Regions from separate parts of the Ovis aries genome. Here region 2 is linked to region 1. A link is a contact called in public Hi-C data. All regions are on one chromosome and are shown on one strand. The core of a region is the stretch at or near the end of the contact, and the rest is flanking DNA. Distances in the headings are between cores, read along the strand shown.

Region 1 (7,417 bases), core at 2,976-5,475:
GGTTCAATCTCTGGGTCAGGAAGATCCCCTGGAAGAGGGCATGGCAATCCACTCCAGTATTCTTGCCTGGAGAATCCCATGGACAGAGGAGCCTGGCGGGCTACAGTCCATAGGGTCCCATAGGGCTGAAGTGACTTAGCATGCATGCACACACCATTTAATTGATATGAAGAATTTCATGGAAGGAAATGAATGTCTAGTCATTTGGACATATTGCTATTTATCTGGTGAGAATGAAGTCATGGACCCTAATTTAGTGACTTGTTCAGAGTATAGTTCTCCCCTCCTGCACTGATACTTTCACAACTTCTCAAGAGTTGAAAGTTACTACTCTAGTCTTCATTAAAAAGGCCGATAATAATTTGTCGGAAACAACATTTGATATTTGAAGAAATAACCTGATGCACACAAAAGCAAGAACGAAAACTCCGGAGGAATGAAATATATATACATGAACAAAAAAACAGGCTCTGAAAGCAAGCATGAATATTATTGTTAAAAAAGGAGGGGCACAGCTGCTCTGTAAGAGTTTTTAGGAAAAGCCATCCCAGCCTAGTCCACTAGAGTCATCTAGACCATCTTGTCTGAATGTTTGGGAAAAGGTACCTTTTCTCACGTGGATTTTACCTGCAAAACTCAAGCTGCTTGGGAGAAGCCCTTAGGCAGAAGACGTGTTACAATGGCGCCACCTGCTGGATACTGTCTGAAACCTTTTTTTAATCTCGTCTTTCTCCCACTCAAAACTTCTCAATGATTCCCTACTGCGGACGGAAAACGAATCTTAAATCCCTGGCATTGAACGCCATTTCTAATCTCACATAAATTTATTTTCATGTCTCGTGTCCTGATAGCCCCTTGCATGGGTACTGTAGTGACACTTCTCAGGATAAATTCAGATATCCTAACTCCTCATTCACAAGCCCAAGATTAATTCAATGTGTAAAACAGAGGAGCAGTCTGGCAGAATAAAGCCGCAAGGTACGAGGTGCCCACATTATGTGGGACACCCCAATGCTCCTAACAACTGAAGACTGAGTTTAAACAGGAGAAAAGTTAGCAATAGAAAAACAGGTGAAGGACACGAATACGCACACAAAATACACATTAAAGTAAATATCAGAAAGCAGATGGATAAATTCACAAATGATAAAAAATCCAAATGAAAGTTAAGCAATATGATGTTTGTCCATCAAGCTTAAAATGACTGTTTTTATTTTTTTTATTTTTATTTTTCCAGGATGGGGAACACGTGTATACCAGTGGCGGATTCATGTTGATGTATGGCAAAACCAATACAATATTGTAAAGTAATTAACCTCCAATGAAAATAAATAAATTTATATTTTAAAAAATCAATCAATAAATAAAACGATTGTTTTTAAAATGATGCTGTGCTGAATTGTGAAGGTCTAGAAAATAAATCATCGCCTTTAGGCTTTTGCCAGACAGTACTTCTGAAAGGCAATTTGTAAATGTTCCTCGCAGGCCTTACAATATGAATGAGTACACTTTAGTCCAGAAATTCTATATTAAAAATGATCTTTAGGCTATTATCACAGTTTCGTCCTAGGATATATTCCACTAAAATGATGGCTATCATGGCAGCGTTAATTGCAACAGATAAAAGTTTGAAAAACTTACATGGCAAACCATAGGAGATTTGTTATATTCATGTGATAAATTTAAATAATCACTGCCATTAATATTGTGATAAAATTGTTTATTATAAGTGTATTATTCATATATTATTTAGTGCAAAGTAGAATACTGAAGATAACATATTCTGTTGGATTCTACTTTTGTTTTTAAAATATGTGTATAAAACAGTAATCGCATAATAATACTCTAAAATATGAATGATTATTAGTAATAAAACTAAAATGAATAAATAATGATGATGATGATCCAGGTGGCAGAAACCTGAGTACCCTTTTTTCCCCCAAAATTTCAAAATGAATTGTTAAGAAAGAAAATGATAGAAACCGAATGAAAGCAGGATTCATATTAGGTTGGATCTGTGCATAGTTTGACTAAATTCAGCTTGTCATAATTTTTGGTTTTGGTTAGTGTCTACTACAGTTTGGTATCTCTGGGATGCCTACTAATTTCTTCTCTATCAGGTCCAACGTGGGTGAGGGTATGGAGAAATGGTGCCTGAACAATGCCAGATAAAAACTGTAACTGAACAAAGTGTTCCATAAAGAATCTTACCCACCTCTATCAGGAGCCATAAAAATGCTACATGCTGCAGCTCTATAATCCCATGATAAATATCCCATCCAAATGGCATATTGCCCATAAAAGAGGAAAACTATTCTTGCTCAAAATGTTTATTACTGAGAGCATTAATACTGAAATGTTTGAAAACAATTTCAATATCCAATAATAGACAGATGGTTAAGTGAGTCCTAGGGTATGCATTCAATGAAATTTTCAGTAGCCATTAAAATAATTCTTTTGAAAATTGCATAGCAGGATTTTATGTCCAAGGCATAAACGTGAAGTGAAAAAATAAGTATCATAAGACATATGTGGCTTCTTGTGACTTTGAGTATACAAAAATAAGTCTGCACAGCAGGAAAGAAAATGTGGAAAGGAAGGGAGAACAAGTAAAATTGTCTTTTATTTCACGGTTTTTATTAGAAATAAAAGTAATCTACATCCTTTTTAGATTTTAAGTCTCTGTCCAGGATGTGAAGATGGAATGCAAAATCCACAGTGGTCCAGTATGATGGAAGCTGGGAGAATCTGAAGGTGTGATGAATAGCAGAAGTACTTCGTCTCCACAAACAGCTTGCTAGGCAAGTCTGCTCATGGAAAACTCCATGACTATGATGGCTTTCTCCATGTGTCTGCTGGGGGGAAAAAGAAAAAAGCAACTTTTTAGCTCTGATGTTTCAGAGAAACATATAGGGCTCTGACCTTCTACCCCACACTCTATTTAACTCAGTGAGTAGAGGTTTTACAACGGGAACTTGGATCTTCAGTTTATATAACTTAATCCCTTGGTAATTTTCTCTTACAGAGACACCCTATTCTGTCGAGCAGTAGACCAACTAAGTGACCTGGAGCACATGGATCCAAACAAGGGAAGAGAGATTTAAAGAAAGAGACAAATTGGCCTTTAATTGAAGGAAGAATGAGCCAGCTCAGTGCAGCCTTCTCTGAAATAGCAGGTCCTCTAAAGACATGCTTCTGCTCTCAAAGAGGTTGGCCTGGCAACTCGCTTACACACTCCACTTGGGGAAACTTCTTTTCAGCACCAGCCAAAATGCCGATCCAGGTTCTTTTTGCCTAGCAGCCTTGAAAGCTTGCACACATTTAGAGAAAATACTTTCAAATGACTCCGGAGTTCTGCTTTATGTTTTCTGTTCCTTTGAACTTATTACCTCTTTACAATGTCTTGGACTATTAGTTTGGGAACATTTAAAGTTAATGACTATATGGAAAGTAAAACAACACTTTGATGTAGCCCAAGTCATTCATTTCTCTCTTTCATACACAGGAGGTTATAGAAGGCTGGGTGATGCCAGATCAAGTCATTTCAGGAATAAATAACTTATTTGGGGGTCTATATGGATGGTTGTCCAGGGGAAAAAAAATGGATGGATCAGCTCTGGAGTGTCTAAAGGAACTGGAGCTATGATTAATGAGGGTCAACTTTAAAACCCGAGCACACACAGATAGGATTATTTCACACAGAGAGCGGAGTCTGTCTGACCCAGGCTACCTCAACATAGTCCCCTGAGGTACGTCGTTCACAAATCTTGTTAGTTTCAGGGATGCACTGAAGGCAAAAAGAGATACAGAGAAGATCTCCTTTGGCCATAAGCAGACAGTACTTCTAAAAGTACCATGCGAATGCAACGATGATGGCCATTAGAGGAAATTGGCAAGTGCTTCTAGAAAGTCAAGGTTGAAGCGTTCTGCTAGGGTATCTTTCACTTAAGCACATCATGCTCTTCCAAATAATAGTCATGGCTAGCACATTTTTTGGTTGGCTCGCTCCTTATTTCTTTAGGTAAGAGCTTGAGAGTTAGCTACTGGATGGATTTCTCTGTGATATGTAAGAGGCTTAGAAGTGGAGCCAGGAAATCAGAGGGAGAGGGAGACCTGCTTATACTAGGTGTCTTAGATAGGGCCCCAGTCTGAGTTCATTGAGGGATATACAGACCCGCTTCACACAAAATTGCCTTATCTCTGTGAATAAACAGCAAAGGTCAGTAGACCAGGGACAGAGTCTCTGAAACATGCGAGACCCAAAGGTTATTCAGCAGAAAACCTAGAACACCGTTCCTTCTTCCCCTTGACAAAGCAGCTAAACATGTACTTATGTTTCTTAACAATTGTGTTAGGGTGTGTATGAAGAACATGGGTGCCTTCTCTCATAGAGTTTACATTATTAAAGGGCCCAGTTATTATATTAAGCATTGAGAAGAATAGACAGCCTTGCATTCATTATTCAGTCATTGAGCAAATATTTGCTGAGCGTCTACTGCATGGTTAAGACTGATCTAGACATGGAGATTCAATGAGGGAAACACAGATAAGGTTCTTGTGAAATTTTTGTTCTAGTGGGAGGAGATAGACCATATAAGTAGTAACAAATTGAAGATGATTTTAATTCTTCCGCAGCGATGGAGAAACTAGAGCAGACAGGTCTGATTGAGGGCAAGTGAAGGTGCGTGTCCCAGGGGGCACATTGGTAAAGAATCTGCCTGCCGATTTAGGAGACACAAGAGACTTGGGTTTGATCCTTGAGTTGGAAAGATGCCCTGGAGAAGGAAATGGCAACCCACTCCTATATTCTTGCCTGGAACATTCCGTGGACAGAGGAGCTTGGTGGGCTATAGTCCATGGGGTAGTAAAGAGTCGGATACAACTGAACAAACAAGCGTTGAAATTGAAAGTGAAGTCGCTCCGTTGTGTCCAACTCTTTGCAACCCCGTGGACTGTAGCCCACCAGGCTCCTCCGTCCATGGGATTTTCCAGGCAAGAGTACTGGAGTGGGGTGCCATTTCCTTCTCCAGGGGATCTTCCCAACCCAGAGATTGAAACCAGGCCTCCCACATTGTAGACAGCGGGTATTTGAGGTAATTTTATTTGAGGGTAACAGAAAGCCACTGGAGAGATCAAGAGTAACATAGTTTATGTTTCAAGACATCACATGCCTGCTCTGCACAGAATGGATGGTAGAAGGGAAACGGTAGAAGGGAGATGAATTCGGAGGGTATCACGATGCTTCAGGACTAGACATTCATGATGCTCTGGAATAAATGCTACTAGTGACCTGGGCAGAGTCTGGATACATTAGGCAGTGGAGCTGCAGAACTCCATGGAGAATCAGGTAGTGGTGCCACGTCCTGAGATAGGAGAGGACGGGAAGGAACTGGCTGGGAAATAGTAACATATTTTTGGGAGAATGAGAATTGTGTGACCTCTGGGTTCAAGTGGTTGAGAAGAGTTTCCTAGAAGAAATGAGTCTGAACTGGACCTCTAAGAATGGGTAGAGTTTGAATATGCATTTAAGGATGAGCTGTTGAGATTGATTTTACAGTGCTACCTGAAAATTTTTCATTACTTCATCAATTATTCATTAGTGGTGGATTTTTTTTTTTTTTTGCCACACCAAGTGTACTTTTATGTAATGTTTTCCTCCAATTAAATCTTCTAATTTTTTTCTTAAAGTAATATTTTTTAAAAATAAACATTATACCAAGGAGTTGATGGGATGGATCTCTGTAAACCCTGGATTGAATTGTTTGAACTCCATCAGCTACTCAATTCTGAAAATCAGTGCTGGGTAACTTTATTAGCATTCCCTTCCCTAAACCAAATATTCTGTTTAACTATCTTCATTTTTCCCAATTGATTGTATTCCCTTGATAGAGAGAGGAAAAAACAATTTTTGTCTGCTTTGCTATTGTTCACGGGAGCTGTAGGACAGACCCATGTGGGTTTCATCAGTGCAGTCTGCATTCTCATTAGACTTGGAGCCAGGGACGAGTAAGCACCAGCAAGCCTGTTGAACCAGTAATTCTATGTGGAGCATCTCCTGGTCTAGATGTCTGGGTTTCAACCTCTTGATTCCACTCTGTAGAGAGTGGAATGGTGACTCCCCAGTATATATACTCACCTGTAGCCTGTCAATATGACCTTTTTTGTAAAAAGAGTCTTCCAAAAAGAATACATTAGAATCAGTTCTAATGAGGTGGATGAAACTGGAGCCAATTATGCAGAGTGAAGTAAGCCAGAAAGAAAAACACCAATACAGTATACTAACACATATATATGGAATTTAGAAAGATGGTAATGATAACCCTGTATGCAAGACAGCAAAAGATACATAGATGTATAGAACAGACTTTTAGACTCTGTGGGAGAGGGAGAGGGTGGGATGATTTGGGAGAATGGCATTGAAACATGTAGGGTTACCGAATCGCCAGTCTAGGTTCGATGCAGGATATAGGATGCTTGGGGCTGGTGCACTGGGATGACCCAGAGGGATGGTAAGCGGAGGGAGGTGGGAGGGGAGTTCAGGAGTGGGAACTTATGGACACCCATGGCGGATTCACGTTGATGTATGGCAAAACCAATACAGTATAGTAAAGTTAAAAAAAAATCAATCAATAAAAATGAAATGGCAGTGAAAAAAAAAAAAAAAGAGTCTTCCAGATGTGATTAAATTCAGGATCTCAAGAGGAGATCATCCTGGATCATATGGATGGGCCTTCATCCAAAGACAAGTGTCCTTATAAGAAGAGGAGAAGTCACAAACAAAAAAGTTCACGTGGAGACAGATGCAGAGGTTGGACTCTGATTGCCACAAACCAGGAATTGCCCAGAGCCATCAGAAGCCACCCAGAAGCAGGAAGAAGCAAGGAAGGATTCTCGCATAGATTCTCTGAAGGGAGCATGGCCCTGCTGACACCTCGGTTTTGAACTTCTGGCCTCTAAAACTGGGAGGCAAAGTTTCTTCTGTTTTAAGCCACCAAGTTCATGGTAATTTATTATAACAACCCTGGGAAACCCATACAGTCTTTATACCCAGCTCAGTTGAGCTCCCAGTGTGGACCTTCTGGCCCAATCTGTATCCAGCAAGGATGGGACTAGGAGTGGAGGATGAGTGAGTTACCCAGGGCACAGAGTGTGGGGGGAGCTCACTGACTCCTCCGTCACCTACCCCAGCAGACATGGAGGTTATCCAAGCTAGTCCCCACGGGGAGTGAGTGTTCAGAATTCAACTAACTGGATATGGTAAAAATGTTGGGATGTCATTCACATGAGTAACCTATTTTCAGGTATATTTTCAGCCTAAGAAGCTTAGGCATTCTGATTGCAGTCAGAACACCACAGAGAGTCCCCAGAAATATGCATAGTGACCTCATTAGAGACAACAGACTAGGAGGGGAGCCTG
Region 2 (7,417 bases), core at 2,483-4,982, 82 kb before region 1:
CCATTTCCTCCTCCAGGGGATCTCCCTCACCCTCAGTTTGAACCCACATCTCCTGCGCTGGCAGGCAGATTCTTCACCAATAAGCCACCTGGAAAGCCCAGATAACTGTTAGACTACAGTCCCTTTATCCATCTCAGTCATCTGAAGTTTGAGTTCTTTCGAGGCTGGGACATTAAAATCATTGTCCACCACAGTCTCCAGAGACTGGTTTTTCTGAAGACCTCCTATTTTTCTCTCCATATTCCCATGGCCAGTGTCGAAAGGTAGGGGGTTCCTCTTCCCAGAGTCCAACCAGGTGATTGAGGCCGAGACACTTTCAAGGAGCTTCCCACAAGGCGGCAGGAAGACTGGCCTGGACAATCGGTCATCGTGATCCCAAGCTCAGAGGTAGATCGCCTGTCTTTGCAGGGCTTTGGTTTCAGAGCCTGCCTGGGAGAACAAAAGAGATTTCAGTTGTCACATCTCTGCAGCCCCAAACTGCTCTCCTGTCTTTCTTGGCTGGCTTTCCCAGTGTGCTGTTTCCCATCAAGGACCTCCCCCCTCCTCCCCTCAGACGATTGGTTGAAATTAAATATCCTGGAATTACATTGAAAAGGGGGAGACGTTAACACAAAATTTTAATCAAAATACGAGCCTAACAGTTACCAGCCTTTAAAAAGCGAAGCAGATACAGGGGGTCCATAGGGATGTCCCAACCTGTTTTCAGGTGTGAAGTTCACCAGGAAAGGAGCTGTCCCTGACAGAATTACAAGTAAACCAGCAGCGCGCTGCAAACTGGAGATTCCCAAATACAGCTGGACCTTCTCTCCCTTGCCCCTGTGTGTGTGTACAAGGTCGCTCAGCTGTGTCTGACTCTTTGCAACCCCATGGCCTGCAGCCCACCAGGCAACTCTATCCATGGGGATTTCTCCAGGCAAGAATACTGGAGTGAGCTGTCATGCCCTCCTCCAGAGGATCTTCCCAACCCAGGGATCGAACACAGGTCTCCCTCATTGCAGGCAGATTCTTTACCACCTGAGTCACTAGGGAAGCCCCCTTAACAAAAACTCTTCGCTGTGGACACTGGACATGACCCTCCAAAGAAGTCTGGATTTTTATTCCCCATCCCCACCGAGCGTTGGTCCATATGCAAGAATCCAGGGTCCCAGAGGTTACATGAGCAGGAAAAACCCAGACAATGGGCTTCCATGGGAGCTGAAATTTCTGGTACAAGAGCAGCCCAGAATGAATGAGGTGGGCATTGGCGCCCTCTGGTGGAAGAGATTCCACTAGACAGCCTGAATCATTTCTCCCTGGAATTAACTCTATAAATAGACAGATGATTTATTAAACAGATTTGAGGCTCATTTGAGGCGCTGGGCCATGATTGCTTCAGGGCTCAAAGAAGGGAGTGCTTAGGACCCTGCCTCTTATGCAAGCACCTGGACTTACTTAGCGAGTCACTAGCATGATCTACATTACAAGTGCATCGGACTGTTGGCTCAGCCGCTCCCAGCCAGGAGATGCCAAATTCCTCATATATAAAAGGAGCTTTAGTAACTCAAGCAAAATAAGCACACTTTTCCCCTCACTGCCTTCCCAGAGACCCAGGCAGCAGGGTTTCTGGGAGGATACACAATACCTTGTTACAAACAATGTAATGTTTTAAAAAGTATCTATCTGACAGCCTTGGCTAAAGCCAGATCTTCTATCTCGATTACTTCAATATGTCACATCCCTATCGCACCCCGGCGTCCAGGCTTTCAGAGCCAAGGCTCCTCTGTCTTGTCCAACCTTCCCATCTGGAAGCAATGAGCTTAATATTCTGGCTCTCCCCCCATAAAAGCTATGTCACAAAAAGTAGCAGCCTGTGAACTGCTTTATCCCCCCAAGACAGAGTGGAGCTCATTCTATTCGGTTACATTTTAAGACCGTCCCCAGCCCCTCCCCTCCCCTGCTGCCCTGCGTCCCCAGAAGGCCTGTAACACTCAGCCCAGGACCAGGAGGACAGAAATGAATTGACAATCATTTACACTTTAATCTCACTTTTGACATTTTGAGGGTCGCAGCTTAAAATACAGCAAGGGCTTAGGGACTCCCTCTGGACAGAAGTGTTTGCCGAAGAAGCAGCCTCGTTTGCCAGCAGCCTACTGTTTCTGGTGGCCCGATGGGGACCCACCTTTGGAGTCTGCCCTGCACTCCTCTCCACTCATGCTGGCTCCTCAAGCATCACCTGGAAAGCTCTGCATGGCTTTGTTTGGTAGTTCAGGGTGATGATGACGTTTCCTCTGATGCGTGCTTTCTTTACACATTGATTCAGTTCCTCCTTGAATTTTGGTTGAATACCTGGCAGGTTCCTTTCGCTTTGCTCCCTGTTATGCTGCAAGGCCAGATGGGGTCCTGGCCTGAACAGAAGGTGAACCCCAAATTCAGAGCAATCAGAACAGTGGTGCTCAAAGCACAAGGCAGATCCGGGGGCGTAACTGTTAAGCGTGCCATTTCCTGGCCACAGCCTAGACCTGTTGAATGAGAATCCTTGGGAGCAAGGAAGGCTCAAAGAGCTACACATTTAACAGCGTCCCCATGTAACTTCGACATGCACGACAACACGGAGACTCACTGAGTGAAGACAGGTGGGACAGCAGATGATGAAGTGTAAAAATTGAGAAGTCACGTGACCTGAAGGGAGCCCTTCAGTCTCTGCCTGCAAATGTTATCATGCTCTGCACATCCTTTGGTCCCAGGGCTCTGAAAGATGAGTGCTAGTGGAAACTGCCCTGCAGCTGAGCTCCAAGGACTTTGGCTACTTGACCGTTCTCCTTCAGTTGGAAGCTCCTGGGGTGAGAGGCCAGCCTTCCTCCGTGGAGCCCCTGGGGAGAGAGGGCTTTGAAAGGGAGGCTCATTCAAGCTCCTTGTTTCACAGGGAGGACACCAAGCCCAGGAAGGGAAGTAGGCTGCCCAAGGTCCCACATCCTCTCCAAACAAATGTGTGTAGGCTAAGGAGACATCAAGATGTGGGTATACGCCAATGCCATGTTTGCAAAGGCCCGTGCTCTCCAACTTCTGCCGGCAGTGACGTTCATTCACTTTCACCAAAGGCTTTTCAGACACGCTTGTCTGAGAGCCGTTCCACCAGCAGGGCCTCGAGTAGCCCAGCATCGACAAGCCACATGCACAAAGCTTGCCTCCTGAAGCACTCGCTGCCTTGCTGCACTGGAGTTAACCTTTTTTTTTTTTTTTTGGCAAATTAGTCCTTGACCTGGGAACAGTTAAACGAAACTGTAGGCACATCAAGAAGAGGTTATTTGTGTTCTGCCTTTTTTTAGACCGAGCCTCTGATGTGTTTATTTGGAGGCTTGGCTCACACTCACTATCCCACTACTTACAGTTAATCCTGTGTTTTCTTTGAGCTACCTTTAAATCCATGTCGAATGAAAAATACTGCCTGATTTTGAAGTACGTGGTATTATAAAAAGAATCCCAAGGTTTATGATCTCAAATTTATTGTCAAATGTATTTACTTCTCATTTTTCTTCTTCTTTTTTTTTTTTTCTCACAAACTCACTTCAGCCTAGACATTTTTAATATGAGTCATGAGCGAGCAAGGGTGGAAGATGCCAGATCGTGTTTCTTGGGAGACCCTTCATCCTACAAAGGAGATTCCCACAGAGAGCACTCCTCAGCCACAGCCTCTTGAAGAGCAAGGTGGTTACAGAGGGCAACAGCCACATCTGAGTCACCTCTGTGTCCTCCGTACCTGACAGGGAGTTTGGCACATGGGGCCACTGGATTGATTGCTTTGAAAAAGTGTGGGAAACAAGTGCCTCTGTTCTGACTGGCTTTTACAGGGTTTTTAAAGAGCTGAAATGTTTTTCTGTTATTTTCTTTTATGTCCATGAGACAAAGGGACTTACTCTCAGGAAAAAAAAAGAAAAAGGTGTCCCTGCCTTTTAAATCAATTCTGTAGTTAGTTAAATATTCTGGAAATAACTAAAATGTTCACCTGCCTCTGATGTTGGCTTTCAACTAGTTATTACAAAGCAAGATCCAGGAAAAATTAAACTTGGTTTTTATAATAATTGTTTTAACTTAAAATAAGCCTTTCAGTAAGAATTGTTCTTTACCATCAATTTTAGGGCTCTGGCTTGGTTGACTTTTAGACCTGTAGGGTCCTCTGTGAGACACGAGGGTTTCCCCATGACCTCACAAAGGCAGCAGAAAATGAGGTTTCTTGGTGGGTAACTGTGAACCAGGTAGCTAAGGCAATTCCATGGACAGAGGAACCTGGTAGGCTAGAGTCCATGGGGTCTCAAAAGAGTTGGACACAACTTAGGGACTAATCGACAAGGACAATGACAAATATGAATCAGGGAGCAAGAGGTTGCAATAGCAACCCCAGGGCTGGTATTCTTTTCTTAGCGGGCAGCTTCCCATCATCTCTGAAGGGCTGTGGGTAGAACGCAGGACGAGGCTGAAGGGGAAAAGAGAGGACACTTCCTGGCAGATACAGGTGGGGAGGGAAAAGAGAATCCAGTACCTCTCACCCTCCTTCTCCTGTCACTCCCGTCACCACACTAACTCGAGATAATGTGAAGAGACACCAAATGCTTTTACATGCTGTAAGATGGCGCTTGCTCTGCTCTCAATTTGGGTTGCTTCTAACTCATACCCTCTTTCTTTTTAAGATCTTTTCGATGACTTTTTTAAAGTCTTTATTGAATTTGTTGCAATATTGCTTCTGTTTTATGGGCCTTTTGTTTTTGTTTTTTGGCTACAAGGAATATGTGATCTTAGCTTCCCAACCAGGGATTAAACCCACCCCAGTGCATTAAAAGACCGAGTCTTCATCACTGGACCCTCAGGGAAGCCCCTAATTCATATCTTGCAGCTGCCAATTCACCCTATGTTGGAGAAGCATGTTGGCAGATCTTAGTGGATCCCTCAAAGTCTGGCTAGATCCTCTACCATATTGCTGGGCATTAGGTCTAACAGGTCCATCTGGTTCTGCATTTGTTTCCTGGTGGGTTAGACTCGCCTCCCAACCAGACTATACCCAACCCCCAGAACCTGAACCTCTGTTCACTAATGCAGCATAAACCCAAGAGAGTGCCCGTTAGCCTGGGCATGTCCCTTGTCTTCTGAGAGAATGCTCTTCAGATCTCTCTAGGCAGGAGATGACCCAGGTACCTCTGGAAGATTTAAACTGGCTTTAGAAACCTGCAGAGCCCCATCACTAGTTGAACTCTGAACCGGCCATAAATTTAGAATTAATGGTTAAAACCCACAAAGCTTCCTAAAAATGCTGCCAGACTGCATTAGGCAGATTGCTAATCACAAGGTAAATATTTTGCACATTTTATTCTATTTACCAAGACCCTGCCTTTGGGGACTGTGGTATTTCAGATGACTCCACTCCTGCAGGGTTAAATCGACTCCATTTGGGTTCACTCTAAACAAAATCGCATTCCAGCCTTGCAGCCTCCGACCAGCACACGCAGAGCCCTCAGCACGCCCCATGCACCTTTCACATCTGAACCGTCCATCAGACATTAATGTGACGGAGCCATCACCTGACAAGTTCATTTTGCCATTAATATCCTGGAATAAGAACATCAAATATATACATCCTGAGATTTAATCTGTAAACAGAGCCCTGAGCATCTGGGAGAAGGAGGTGTGTTTACGCTTCACTAGTGCTACTTCCACAGAGCGAGACGGGTCTGCCTTTGGCACGAACCAGAGTCGTTTTCTCCATGGTCGGGGTGTGAAGTCTCAGATGACGTTCTGACCTGCCATCTGCACAGTTGGGTGCAGTTGTGTTGGGTTAGTGTTTATCTTTGGCCACCTCTGTAGGGGAAGCCACGGGAAAGATTCTCTCCCCTTCTTCCAGGAAATGATAAAAGTCCAGGGTCTGAGGAGTTCTCTGAGGTCCCAGGATTCCAGACCCTATTGTCAGCAGCTATCTCTTCAAAGTGGAAGGTCCAAAAGTAAATTCAAGAAGAGTTTGGTTATCGTTTCCGAAGCATCAAAATATGCAAGAGATGTTGACACTTAGAGTCACCCGAAGCAAATCATTTCCAGCTTCATCTTTTCTTCCCACTCCAGCCCCTCAAAGAGTGACAGCTCCTGTCTCCCCCTGAGTCTGTGATTATGCATTCAGGATTAGGAGAGACATGAGAAAGGAAATCAGGCTCTTGTTTACTAAAAAACAAAACAATCAAAAATAAAATAACAGAGAAGCAGAAGAGGATGACAACAGAGAGCAAAGAAGGAAGAAAAGAGACTGTTTGAAATAAGGGTAAAACACTGTCCTAGGAGCTAATTTGGAACAGATTCCCTTCCCTTAAAAAACGACTCAAACTGGCAGCCACAGTTGCATCCCACTCTTGGGAGTGTTTTGCTTGGCCCCATCAGGATTGGCCTGGGGAGGTCCTTTGAAACAGAGGCATACCTTTGGCTCTGAGAAACTTACTATTTCTACAGATTTGCCCTTGAACACCCAGAGGTAGACACGGTTAGGCCTGGGGAAGATATTAACTCTCAGTGGCTCTGCAGTGCCCCTGCTTAAACCATGGCGTCTCCTGGAGGGATCCAGTGCAGAGTCACGTGAGTGTGAGATTATTCATCGTTGCTACTTCTGCTCCTGCTTGCCCACTGCCATAGATGCACTGATGGTCCAAGCCCTTCCCAGCTTCCCAGGTATCCCGGGTGGTAAAGAGCCTGCCTGCCAATGCTGGAGATGTGGGTTCAATCCCTGGGTTGGGAAGATCCCCTGGAGAAGGGAATGGCAACTCACTCCAGTATTCTTGCCTGGAGAATCCTATGGACAGAGGAATGGAGGGGGCTACAATCCATGGGATCCCAAAGAGTCAGACACACAACTGAAGCAACCTAGCATGCATCCCGACTGCCAAGCTCCATCACATCCACATACACAAACACACATACACACACATTCTCACCATCCACTATGGCAGCAAGAGGTTGCAGCTGAATGGTAGGCAGTCTGCACTGAATAATATGTGTTCTCCTATTTGCCATGGTCCTGAAGGCACTGGACTTTGTCAATGGTCCTGATTATCTTTTAAGATTTTTTGATAGAGACCATTTTTAAAGTCTTTATTGAATTTATTACAACTTATTTGGGGTTTTTGGTCACGAGGTATATGGGATCTTTGCTCTCCGACAAGAAAGAGAACCCACAGCCCACTGTGTTGGAAGGCAAAGTCTTAACCACTGGACCACCAGGGAAGTCCCGATCTACTTTGTTTCATAACTTTCAGACTTGTTTCTTCTCCTTTACCTCTGTGGAGATGTTGGGGGGAATGGCAGAAGTTTGGAGGCATGGTGCAGTCCATGGAGACCGAAGGTCTGCTGCTGGACCCCAAACCAGTGCAGCCAGTGACCTGTGCAAAGCACAGCCTTACTTCCAGCTTGT

Evidence for each region. Hi-C and Micro-C count contacts between places; a contact is called where the count stands out from the background.
Region 2: a contact with region 1 is called in a Hi-C map of liver, with 4 times the contacts expected there. The contact joins two enhancer-like sites. A contact is called at or near these places in 5 of 16 Hi-C or Micro-C datasets (liver, omental adipose tissue, skin fibroblasts and 1 more).

The regions. Positions count from the first base shown.
Region 1 is chr3:26,422,354-26,429,770 of ARS-UI_Ramb_v3.0, reverse strand. No RefSeq gene overlaps it. Among named protein-coding and RNA genes, the nearest start is that of RDH14, 120 kb to the left of the region's middle. Within about 2 kb of position 4,225, at least 1 of the 54 cell types and tissues checked has an H3K27ac peak or open chromatin away from gene starts, as enhancers often do. A contact at or near this core is called in liver, where this site is marked.
Region 2 is chr3:26,503,861-26,511,277 of ARS-UI_Ramb_v3.0, reverse strand. No RefSeq gene overlaps it. Among named protein-coding and RNA genes, the nearest start is that of RDH14, 40 kb to the left of the region's middle. Within about 2 kb of position 3,732, at least 2 of the 54 cell types and tissues checked have an H3K27ac peak or open chromatin away from gene starts, as enhancers often do. A contact at or near this core is called in liver, where this site is marked.